Linked DNA regions of Mus musculus: regions 1 and 2 are each linked to region 3. Evidence: chromatin contacts called from public promoter capture Hi-C data. All regions are on one chromosome and are shown on one strand. The core of a region is the stretch at or near the end of the contact, and the rest is flanking DNA. Distances in the headings are between cores, read along the strand shown.

Region 1 (3,980 bases), core at 1,438-3,937, 570 kb before region 3:
GGCTTCACTGCTCAGGTGATTATCCTGAACCATCCAGGCCAAATCAGTGCTGGCTATGCTCTTGTTCTGGATTGTCACACAGCCCACATAGTATGCAAGTGTGCTGAGCTTAAAGAAAAGATCGATCGTCGTTCTAGTAAGAAGCTGGAAGATGGCCCCAAATTCCTGAAGTCTGGTGATGCTGCCATTGTTGATATGGTTCCTGGCAAGCCCATGTGTGTTGAGAGCTTATCTGACGATCCTTCTAAGCTTATGGCCTAGGCATTTATTTGTAAGTAATTCAGTATCCAAGTAATTATTTGTGAACTGTGGCATGGATGGAAAATTCTATGGTGAACTATGTTCAGGATATGTATATCCTTTCCTCCCCAAATAGCTTTGTTTCTGTTTGATCAAAGCTCAAGAAATACAATTTGTTGTTTTTTATAAAATCTCAAGTGGTCATTTTTACCATTAAAGACTTAGAAGCCAAAAGCCTGAGCCTGTCTTCCTCCTCTCTTCCTCTCTCTTTTTTCCCCCTACGTTCACTCCCTGTAACTAGTTGCTTGCTCTGCCTCTTGACCTATGGTTTGACTATATTTAATCTTGTTTAAAATAAATGAAAAGCTCTTGGATTAAATTTGTTTGTTAGGATTGCGTGGCACCACAACTAGAAATAAGTATTTCCAGTAAAAAACACAATCTCGGGGTTTGCAGTATAATCAAAACTTCTGCACAATAATTAAGATACTAACAATTATGTTAGTCTCTTTTTCTTATTCAGTGTTAGTTTAATATGATTGGATGTATATTATTACTGTTGTTATTTCATTTTGACAAACTGACATTTTTACACTTTCTACTCTATGCCTTAATTCTAGTTTTGACACTTAAATATATATACTACAGTACACTTGTAGTTTGCTTCTATATAATATTTATTTTTTCAATTTTCAAAGCAAATGTTTCTTTACTTATTATCTTATAGGTGGCATCTCATGTTTAGATTTTTGCTTGACATAGTCATTGTGTGTATTTTAACTAAGGAATTTGACCTGATAACAGTCAAACTTGTTGTTTATAATTTAATATATCCTATTTTAATTCATTTGTTTTATTTCTTGTTTTACACAAACACACACACACAAACACACACATATATATATATATATATATATACTCTTGTTATATATACATATTTCTCTTATTGATCTTTTTTGTAAGTTGGTGGTTTTTTCATTGCTAACTTGACTGCTAAAGGCACTATTAATATAAATATTTGAGTATATCTGTGAGAAAACTTTCAGGAAGGATTTACTTATCATTTTTCCATGGTGAAGATATCCCTTCCCTGTGTTTCCATCACATACACTCTACAGACCTTGTTTTTCATGATGGATACCACCCTTTCAAATTGTGCAATAAAATATATCTATGACTCCAAAACTTTATTTTGGCAAAGAACTTGGTCAGTGTGATGAGAAATCATATACTCTATAATATAATTGTTTTGTCATCAACGATTTTTTTTCTAGGTGATGCATCCTAGAGTTGTTTGTAGCTTCACAATACCAGGACAAACAAGAAGATCCAGGTAAATCACATGTCAATACCCACAATCTTCATGAGCAAATAGAAGCATTGGTGATTCCAGAAATGGTAGATTCAATGTTTCTTGGTGAAGTTTTATCTACTCATTGATTTCTCAGGGCCTTTGTGCACTAAGATTCTGTTGTGGTTTGAATATGCATGGTACAAGGTGTGGCAATATTAAGAGATATTTTCTTGTTAGAGTAGGCGTGGCCTCATTAGAAGAAGTGTGTCACTGTAATTCGTGGGCTTCAAGATTTTGTGCTCAATTTCTGCACAATGTGGAAACAGTCTCCTAGCTGCCTTCCAATCAAGATGTAGAACTCTCAATCCCTTCTACAACATTGTGTCTGCCTGGACTCTGCCACGCTTCCTGCCATGTGGATAACGGACTAAACTTCTGAAAGTGGAAGGTAGACCAAATGAACGTCATCCTTTATAAGGGTTGCCTTGGCCATGGTGTCTCTTCACAACAACAACAATAACAACAACAAAAACTCTAACTAAAGCAAGATCAAACTATCCAGCTACTTCTTGGTCCTAGGAAAGGGCTGTGGACAGATAGGTTGAATCAACTGAGTGCTCTCTGTAAACCTTAGCAGCTAATACCACTCAGGGCAGTGTGTTTGGCTTTTTCCTTAGGGACATTCATAGAAACTCTTGTCTATTTTATTCACAGATCTTTTCTCTGTCAAGTAACTAAGGCACACTGTCAGGCTATTCAGCAAACTCTATGTGACTTAATATTTTATCCGACATTCTTACAAAATAATATCCATGATATACTGATAAGTTCGGTAACTAGTACATCTGGATTTCACAGGTTGAGAATAAAATGCAGACTCACCTTACACTAATCAGTGTTCTTTCTATGATTCAAAACTCCTGTAAACAGGTTTACACAGGTCACAACTCCTAACTTTACTTCTTTACAAAACGTGATTTTAAACACTTCCAAATAAATCTGAAATAATTAATATTTGCTTTTACTATCTCTCTTCAGCCACCAACTTCAATCTGGTCATTAAGTTTGCTTGCACCAACTCAGGTTATATTTTAACTCGTGGATTTTTTTTTCTTCTTCTTAGATAAGAGGACAGGCAGTAAAGCAAGGGAACACACAGTTAACAGAAGCCCTTTGACTTCCAGGATGCCTGTGAAGTGGATTTCTGCTCTGCTCCTGCTGCAGATGAGTTGCTGCTTCAGATCCACCAGCTGTGGGAAGGTGTTAGTGTGGCCACTGGAATTCAGTCACTGGATGAATTTAAAGATAATACTGGATGAACTTGTACAGAGGGGCCATGAAGTCACTGTTCTGAGACCTTCAGCTTCCATTTTTGTTGATCCCAAATATTCGCCGGGCCTTAAGTTTGAAACTTTTCCTACAGCTTTCAGTAAAGATTATCTGGAAACTTTTTTGACCAAGTTAGTGGATGAATGGACTTTTGAGGTCCCAAGAGATACATGCTTATCATATTCTCTGCTTCAAACACTGTTTGGTAAATTATCTGATTATTCTCTAAGTCTTTGTAAGGAAGCTGTTTCAAACAAACAGCTCATGACAAAATTCCAGGAATCCAAGTTTGATGTCCTTATTTTAGATGCCATGGCTTCCTGTGGGGAGCTCATAGCTCAACTGCTCCAGATTCCTTTTCTGTACAGTCTTCGCTTCTCTCCTGGCTACCAAGTTGAAAAGAACAGTGGAGGATTTGTACTCCCTCCCTCTTATGTACCTGTGATTTTGTCAGGATTAGGTGGCCAAATGACATTCACAGAGAGGGTCAAAAATATGATATGTATGCTTTATTTTGACTTTTGGTTCCAGACATTTACAGAGAAGGAATGGGATCAATTTTACAGTGAAACTTTGGGTAAGTTACATGTCTTCTTAGTAGCTTGATATCCCTAGCTACACATGTATTTGAAGCTATATATCCATGAAATTCAAAGTGAAGTTGTTTTTGTAGGTGATCAAATATATAATAGGATATTTACTAACAAAATCATGAATGCTCTGTAAAAGCTCATATTAATGTTCAAATAGAAGGTATCAGTCCTGATAAAAAAGACTTTCTGGTTAGCTATACAATTGTAAATGGTCACTACATGAGCCTTTATTCATTTTATGCATTTTTAAACCTCTATTTCAATAAGTTACTTCCTGTTTACCCAAATACTGATTTATTTATATTAAAGAATGACATATTTTATAGTATCAATATGTATTTAACATTGAAGAAATAGTGTTCTCTTGCACAAGCCAGTTTCTATATTTAATATTAAAATGTGGGGTCTTACAACATGTCCAAATGTTTGATTGTTTTCTGTTCATGTTTAGTACCTGTGTTCTGTTCCTAGCATCCACTCATGTCCATTGGCCTCACTTTGCTTCACGGAACCTGCTGTTCTTT
Region 2 (4,212 bases), core at 581-3,080, 990 kb after region 3:
AAACAAAGTTTGGAGCTGAGATGAAAGGATGGACCATGTAGAGACTGCCATATCCAGGGATCCACCCCATAATCAGCATCCAAACGCTGACACCATTGCATATACTAGCAAGATTTTATCGAAAGGACCCAGATGTAGCTGTCTCTTGTGAGACTATGCCGGGGCCTAGCAAACACAGAAGTGGATGCTCACAGTCAGCTAATGGATGGTTCACAGGGCTCCCAATGGAGGAGCTAGAGAAAGTACCCAAGGAGCTAAAGGGATCTTCAACCCTATAGGTGGAACAACATTATGAACTAACCAGTACCCCTGAGCTCTTGACTCTAGCTGCATATGTATCAAAAGATGGCCTAGTCGGCCATCACTGGAAAGAGAGGCCCATTGGACACGCAGACTTTGTGTGCCCCGGTACAGGGGAACGCCAGGGCCAAAGGGGGGGAGTGGGTGGGTAGGGGAGTGGGGGTGGGTGGGTAAGGGGGACTTTTGGTATAGCATTGGAAATGTAAATGAGCTAAATACCTAATAAAAAATGGAAAAAAAAAAAAAAGAAAAAAAAGACAAGACCCCATGTGGTATGCATAATCACGACTTTGTATATCCTTTTAAATAAGGAAGCTGACATAAAAGGTCATACATTTGAGATAGCTTAGGTGGTAGCCCTGTCTACTAAGCTTGACACCAGTTCGATTCTCTTAGACCCATATGTCACTTCTCCCATTTGACTGAGTTTTCTGTTTGGTGTACCCGTGCGCCCTCCTAAACCACAAGGTCTCCTATTTTGGCCTTTATCTCTTTTCCTTTTCCTCTTCTTCCTCTTCCCTCCTCTTTCCTCCTCCCCACTTCTTCTCCCCTTCTCCCTCTCTCCCCTCTCCCTCTTCTTTCTCTTCTCCTCCCCTCCCTTGTTAAATCTATTTTGCTCATTTCCTTCCTTCATTCTCCTCTCTCCTCTCCCCTCCCTCCCTTGTTAAATCTATTTTGCTCATTTCCTTCCTTTATTCTCCCCTCCCCTCCCCCCCCCCATCTCTGCCTAAAACGCTGCCACGGAAGTTTGGTGCTTGATCAATGTTGAAGAACACAACAATGAATAATCATTAAATGTTGCAACCCAATTCTATACATAGGAGGCTGTCCGCGGCTGACAGCCTCACAGTTTTCCAGAACGTCTAGAAAAGCGAAGCTATTCCAGTAGAAGGACACCGCGCGTCTTTTACTCTTCCCGGTTACATCGTCCCCAAAAAACCCCGAAGTCCTCTCTCGGGTCGCCTAAAAGCAGAGACTCGCCGCGCGGGGCCCGGAAACGCGGCGCCTACGGTAGCAACTCCCAGGCAAAAACAGAGAAAAGCACCAATCCGGGAGGCTGAGGCTGACAACATGGCGAGTCCCGGCTTCAGAAGTCAAGACAGACAAAAAACAAAACTAAACAAAACACAAACAAAACCCTGACTAACTTCCACTCTGGCAAACGGAGAACACGAAACCGTGAGCTGGGCAACTATCTAGCGTGGCCCAGTGGGCGCCCTGCCGACGCGTGGGAACGTAGATGCCCCGCGCCCTCTGTCGGCCGCGGGCTGTCTCGCGGCGTCCCTGGCGGGATTCCGGCTTCACGCCGGAAGTCACCAGAGAGAGAGAGAGCTCGGAAGTAGCCACAAAAGGATCCGCGGAACGGAAATATCCTTGGCCTAGCGTTCCTACCCGGAAGTTTTCATTCGCCGGAACCGACTGGTTTTTAAAAAGACACGGCGGCGGGATTACGCTGGGGGGGGGGGGGGGAGCGGAAGTTTAGGCGCGCGCGCTGCGCGGAGAGCACCCTGGGAGCGGAAGGAAACAGGCCTTTCCCAGACTCTCTGCTCCGGTGGTCACCGACTTGGGTTCGCGGAGCGTGCTGGTGCTGAAAGCCTCCGCTTGCCGGCATCATTCTGGGCGGAGGTCAGAAGTGGCGGAAATCGCGGCGTCGCTTGGGAACCCGGGACCGCTGGTGAGCCATGGTGAAGAAATCACGGCGGCGTGGAGCGGCTCAGTGGGCCGCCGTGCGGGCCCAGGCAGGTCTCACCGCCACGGACGAAAATGAGGACGACTTGGGGTTGCCGCCCTCTCCAGGGGACTCCAGCTACTACCAAGACCAGGTAGATGAGTTCCATGAAGCGCGATCTCGGGCAGTCCTGGCCAAGGGCTGGAACGAAGTCGAGAGTGGGGAGGAGGATGGCGATGAGGAGGAAGAGGTGCTACCTCTAGATATTGATGATGGAGATGACGAAGATGGAGAGAGTTCGGAGGAGGAGGAGGTTGGAGAGGATGATGACGGCGGAAGCTCCGTGCAGAGTGAGGCTGAGGCCTCTGTGGACCCTAGCTTGTCCTGGGGTCAGAGAAAAAAGCTTTATTACGATACGGACTATGGTTCCAAATCCCGAGGCCGTCAGAGTCAGCAAGAAGTAGAAGAGGAGGAAAGAGAAGAAGAGGAGGAGGCACAGATAATTCAGCGGCGCTTGGCCCAAGCCCTGCAAGAGGATGATTTTGGAGTCGCTTGGGTGGAGGCCTTTGCAAAGCCGGTGCCCCAGGTAGACGAAGCTGAGACAAGGGTTGTGAAGGATTTGGCTAAAGTCTCGGTAAAAGAGAAGCTGAAAATGTTGAAGAAAGAATCACCAGAGCTCTTAGAGCTCATAGAAGACCTCCAAGCCAAGTTGACAGAGGTGAAGGATGAGTTAGAACCCTTGTTACAGTTGGTGGAGAAAGGGGTCATTCCAACTGGAAGAGGAAGCGAATACCTGAAGACTAAGTATAATCTCTACTTGAACTATTGCGCCAACATTAGCTTTTATTTGATCTTAAAAGCCCGGAGAGTCCCTGCACATGGACATCCTGTTATAGAAAGGCTTGTTACCTACAGAAATCTGATCAACAAGCTGTCGGTTGTGGATCAGAAACTGTCCTCTGAAATCCGTCACCTCCTCACAGCCAAGGATGGTGCTGTAAAGAAAGAAATGACTCCAAAAGCAAAATTAACCAAAACCAAGCCCAAGTCTGTAAAGCAGGCTGCTGCTGTTGCCCTGACTGATGAGCCTGATTTTGATGGGGCTGCTCTCAAGTACTATAAGGAAATGGAAGACAGGCAAGAGTTGAAGAGAAAGAAGGAAGAAAACAGTGCTGAAGAACAGGCTCTCGAAGAACAAAATGCAAAGAGAGCCATTACCTACCAGATTGCTAAAAATAGGGGACTTACACCCAGGAGAAAGAAGATTGATAGAAATCCCAGAGTGAAACATAGGGAAAAGTTCAGAAAAGCCAAAATCCGACGACGAGGCCAGGTTCGTGAAGTTCGCAGAGAAGAACAGCGGTACAGTGGTGAACTCTCTGGCATTCGTGCTGGAGTTAAGAAGAGCATTAAGCTTAAGTAAAGTTGCTCTTTGGCCTAGCTTTTGGCAATTATTTTAGGTCAATAAAAAGTGTTTTGAAGTAAAGTGATTGTGTTTGTAATACCTATTTTTTTTTCTTTAAGTTTAAAATTTGTTGTCAGCAGGGAATTAGGGGTTGCTGCTTTGGGCTTTGTTGGTTGGTCTTTTGTACTGGGTGCTGAGAACTTGAACCTGGAGCCTGTGCATAACTAACCAAGCACTCATACAAGTGAGCTGTCTCCAGCCCGGGGTTGCTACTTTATTCATCCATTAAAGTCCTACTAAGAATTGTAATTGGAGGGTAAAAAAACTGTGTAATATTTTAGCACATTAGCCTAGAAAGTTTCCCCACCTAGTTGTGCAGTGTTAATGAAATTAACACTTTAACACTTTTATATAAGTTTTCATGTGGAGACAATGAAAACCTTTGACAGTCATGGGGGGGGGGTTGTTTGTTTCTTTTTTGTAAGATAGCCTGCAAAAGTGATCTAACAGATTTCAATTATAATTGTAATTCTTGGGACAGAATATTTGTACATATGCATTTACCGTGCATCTGTGGTAAAAAGCAGCTTTGGTTAAATGTGACAGAAAGGATAATTGCACCAATTGTATTTTTTTAATAATCCTTTTTATGGTAACTAAGGTAGAAATTCCATATCCCCTCTGCTGGTGATTGGTGGTGGTTGCTATTTGATTCTCAGTTTGCTGGGAATTTTAAGGTTAAACTTGCTCTAAGCAATTGTCTACTCTCTGTACAAAGATGATGTGGTTGTAATAGTCACGGATAAAGACGCTACAATTCTAAGTTGAGCTGATTTGG
Region 3 (4,185 bases), core at 19-2,518:
TTTCAGCCCAGATCCACTCCTTCATTTCACTTCTGAAAAGGGCAGGCCTCCCAGGGATATGAACTAATCAAGACATATCACGCTCCAATAACACTAGAAACCTCCCCTCATATTAAGGCTGGAGAAAACAACCCAATAGGAGAAAAAGGGTCAACAAAGCAAACAAAAAAGTCAGAAACAATCCTGCTCCCACGGTTAGAAGATCAATAAGAACATTAAGCTATACAAACATAATATGTATGAAGAGCCTAGGTCATAAACATGCACAATTGGAATTCTTTAAAATATATATAGTGTATTATTCAGTTCATACAAGGTTCTTATGTGTCAATTCCAACTATCTCATTTTAGCTAAGGAGCAAAATAACAAGGAAATATTAAGTATTCTTTGGAAATCCTCCCAAAAGTACTTGCTTTCAACAAATGACAGAATTTGGTTAGAGCAAGGTAAGTGTAGGTCCTGTAATGTTAACTATTTTAAATTTGTATTATAAGACTTGGAACAACAAATAATACAAAGTATTACAAGAGAAACTCCAAGTTATGCCAAGGCTCTTGGCAAAGGAAAAACAAAGGTGAAATGGTATGAATTTCTGTTAAGAATCTGGGGAAGAATAAACTGTCTCAACGAGGTTGATTTTACTCATTGTATTCCATAATAATGAGCTTCACACACATATTAAATACAGTATATTAAAAAGCATATGAGATAATTTAGAAAATATAAGCCTACCTTACTAATAATTTAAGTAATATCTTATGCTCTACTTGATTATATAGAAAGTGATATTTCATTTAGAGTGATTTCTAAGTATGAAATTATCATAAGATAATTTAGGTACTGCTCTTTAAACCTTGTGGAATATCTGTGATTTGATCAGTATCTGACAATCACAGAACACAGAACAAGGACTTTCTTAGATCACAAAAGGATGTTTTATAATTTTTCGATCTTTTAAGTATTACATATAAATTTAATAATCCATATTTTCAAAATCTACACCTTAAAAAGTCACAGCTGATATATTTATGGAAGAAACACAACCAAGTTTATCTTACCTTTAAATTCTCGGAGCTTTAAATGAGTTTTCTCAGATGAAGAATCAGAACCGAAAAGTCTTTAAAAGGATGATGTCCCTGGGTAGCTCACAACGTAATGTGAGAAAGAAATTAAGTTGTGGTAAGCTTAAGAAATGATGAACAATGTTCATTTCCCTAAGGCCGCTCCCCTGTTTACCTACTGAAAATGCCCCATGAGTATAAACTCCCCAGGGTGATAATTATAAGACTTTAGGCACACCTCCATGTTTTGCGTGTTGTTAACAGCTACTCTTAGTCAATTATTAACTGATCAGTGGACTATAGTCTCCTGAACCTACTGGTGAACTGTGTTAAACCTAAAGATGTTTTTTTTTGTCCCATAGAAATCAAAATAAATATCAAACTCACGACAATCAACACATTATTCTCTTAGACAGTGTTATATTCCTAGTACATAAATCTTTTGCATGGATCTGATTTATATTATTTGTCAAAAAGTAAATATTAAAAATGATCACTCAAGTTTCTTTCATTTCTAATGTTATGTTCTTAGTAATGCTAATGTTCTTTGAAGAACAGATTACATGTTTTAATAAACCACTGTGGTAGAAACAAGAAAACGAGTACATGATTAGAATATTCTTATATTTCTAGAATATTTGTCAGAAAGCAATTTATTAAAATGGTAGCTAAATTATAAAAAAAATGAGATAGCATTTGTGAAAGTTAGTTTATGTAAATTTAAAGTAAGACAGTCATTACCCTCACTTTTCATGCAACCTTTAGTGGCTCATCCCTGTGACAAAATGTTTCAATCACACTGGTTTGACAATTGATTTTATATGTAAGAAAAAAAATCAAGTTTCGTCCAACTACATTAGATTTCCGTTAGGAAAATATTGTTATGAAATACTCTGGAATACCAGCCATCCTATTCTACTTATTTCGCCTATTTTCACAAACACAAAATATAATGCCAGAGAGGATATAGAGGAAAATACATTTAAATACTTGTAGTCTGTGGGAAATCTAAATTAATATAGTCAGTATGGAAAATATAAAAGATATATGTCCAGGATATATATATATATATATATATATATATCCCAAGGAAAAAACACTAGCACATTAAAAAACTAGCCATATTAATGTGTTTGATAGAGTTTTATTTGCAGTAGAGATAAATACAGAATCAACCTAGATGTTCAACATCATTAAACAAAACAAATTGTGTGTACATGCATGTGTATATACAATGGAATGCTATTAAGCTTTACAAAATAATAAAATTCTATCAGTTGTAGAAAATGAATAAAACTGAATTGAGATGAATATGGAATAGTTCTAACTGGAGATTAGAAGGCTGGTAGTACAAGCAGTAAAGGACATTTACATAACAGGTATTGACACACAGAAGAACTAAGTTCAGGTGTTCTGTACTCCAATTGACCACTTTACCACAGTATTGTATTGCATAATTAATAAAGATCTAAAACATCCAAAGAATAATGAAAGAGAAAATGCTGTCTCTATAATTGAATCACAGCACAAACCATGCAGGTAACTAAATAATGTATTTTATTACTACAAATAAACAATATATATTTCAATAATATTGAAAACAATAATTACAAAGTGTTACCAAAATTGATAGGCATAAAACACCAATATATATCAAGGCAATGCTAGATGGAAAGTATTCTTATTTAATTTAACCATATAATCTGTTTGAATATATCTTATTTTCATTTACTTTTTTTTTCTGTCAAATGCTAACATTTGAGATAATTCCCATATGTGGATATCTGTAGTTAGCCCTTCCAGCTTTTGGCACCTTGACGGATAGTTTCATTCATGTGTCTATAATTTAAGGGACTCAGAGAATTTCTTAGAATTGATAGGGCTGTAATAAAGCACCAGGACCAAAAGCAACTTAGAAAGAAAAGGATTTATTTTTTTCTTAGAACTTGTAGTAACCCAATGAAGTCAGAACAGGAACTCAAGGCAGGAACCAGGAGACAGCAACTGCCATAGAGCTTAGGAAGAAGTACTGCTTATTGGCTTACTCATGTCTTGGACAGGCTGCTTCCTTAGAGCAATTTGGATGACCAGCCCAAAAATGGCCCACCTACAATGAGTTGTCATCAGCAAAATGCACCCGGGTTGTTCCACAGTCTAATCCACTGGGGGCTGTTTTCCCAATAGAGGGTCCTCTTCACAGGTAAGGCCACTTTGTCATTATGACAGAATGAGAAGAACACTAGCAAAGAAACAGGAGAGGAGTGTAGTCTTTCTTATGGAGAGTCTCAAGCAGACCACTTGTTCACGCCTACTTTCAAGTACATGGTAAACATCTTACTACATTTCAGACAAAAAAAAAAAAAAAAAAGCCCAAAATATGAAAATTAAACAGAATTATTTTCAATCACATTTCAGTTTTCTTTTTTAGCTATCTCTGAGAAACACAGTTTAAGTTTTCATATCTAGATAAAATCTTACAGTCATTACATTGATGTTTAATAATTAAATGATTTATAAGTAAATATAATAGACACTTCTGTGGTATATATTCATAAAAGCTAGGATGTTGGTAATTTATTTATAATTACTCACTTGAGAATTATCCAGATTGAAAAATCTGGAAATGCCAGTTGGCCCAGCCTACTTTGCCTGACATCTATATCAGCCTAATTATTCTGCACTTAATATCCAGTAAGATAAAATGCACGCACTGTACATAATAAAACTGGCCTTAGATTTCTCAGAGAAACAGAGAATTTCCTTGCAGAAAACACTTGCGTTTGAAACAGTCTGAAATATGCAGCTTTTGATGGGGAACAAGACCTTGCCATCTTGTTAAAGGCTTTTGAAAGCAACTTAGAAGTGACATTTGAACTTAGTTGCAAAGGCTCTTTTAGAATGATGTAAGTTAATTTTTAGAAAAGAAGGCTAAATTGCTCTTAGTTTCAAAGAATAAATACATATATTTACTAACATCCCAGGAATAATGGGACTAGGGAAATGGTTTAGTGGTTTAAAAACCAAACAAACAAAAACTCTTTGCTTTTGCATAGGAGTAAGGTTCACTGCCCAGCACCCATGTGGCAGCTCACAAAATTCTGTAACTGCTATTCTTGGGGATCC

What was found. Promoter capture Hi-C pulls out the DNA fragments that hold promoters and counts their contacts.
Region 1: a promoter capture Hi-C map of liver shows a contact between it and region 3, with 4 times the contacts expected there. The contact joins the promoter of Ugt2b35 here to the promoter of Sult1d1 in region 3. A contact is called at or near these places in 4 of 39 promoter capture datasets (cranial neural crest, hippocampal neurons and liver).
Region 2: a contact with region 3 is called in a promoter capture Hi-C map of liver, with 2.2 times the contacts expected there. The contact joins the promoter of Utp3 here to the promoter of Sult1d1 in region 3. A contact is called at or near these places in 3 of 39 promoter capture datasets (frontonasal cranial neural crest and liver).

Annotation. Positions count from the first base shown.
Region 1 is chr5:86,998,173-87,002,152 of GRCm38.p6, forward strand. It overlaps Ugt2b35 (UDP glucuronosyltransferase 2 family, polypeptide B35), which reads left to right and starts at 2,688. Exons shown (of 6, transcript NM_172881.3): 1 at 2,688-3,440. The coding sequence starts at 2,720. It also overlaps the pseudogene Gm5869.
Region 2 is chr5:88,552,632-88,556,843 of GRCm38.p6, forward strand. Utp3 (UTP3 small subunit processome component) reads left to right here and starts at 1,831. Exons shown (of 1, transcript NM_023054.2): 1 at 1,831-3,459. The coding sequence starts at 1,983. The coding sequence ends at 3,392.
Region 3 is chr5:87,567,738-87,571,922 of GRCm38.p6, forward strand. It overlaps Sult1d1 (sulfotransferase family 1D, member 1), which reads right to left and starts at 1,269. Exons shown (of 8, transcript NM_016771.3): 1 at 1,060-1,269.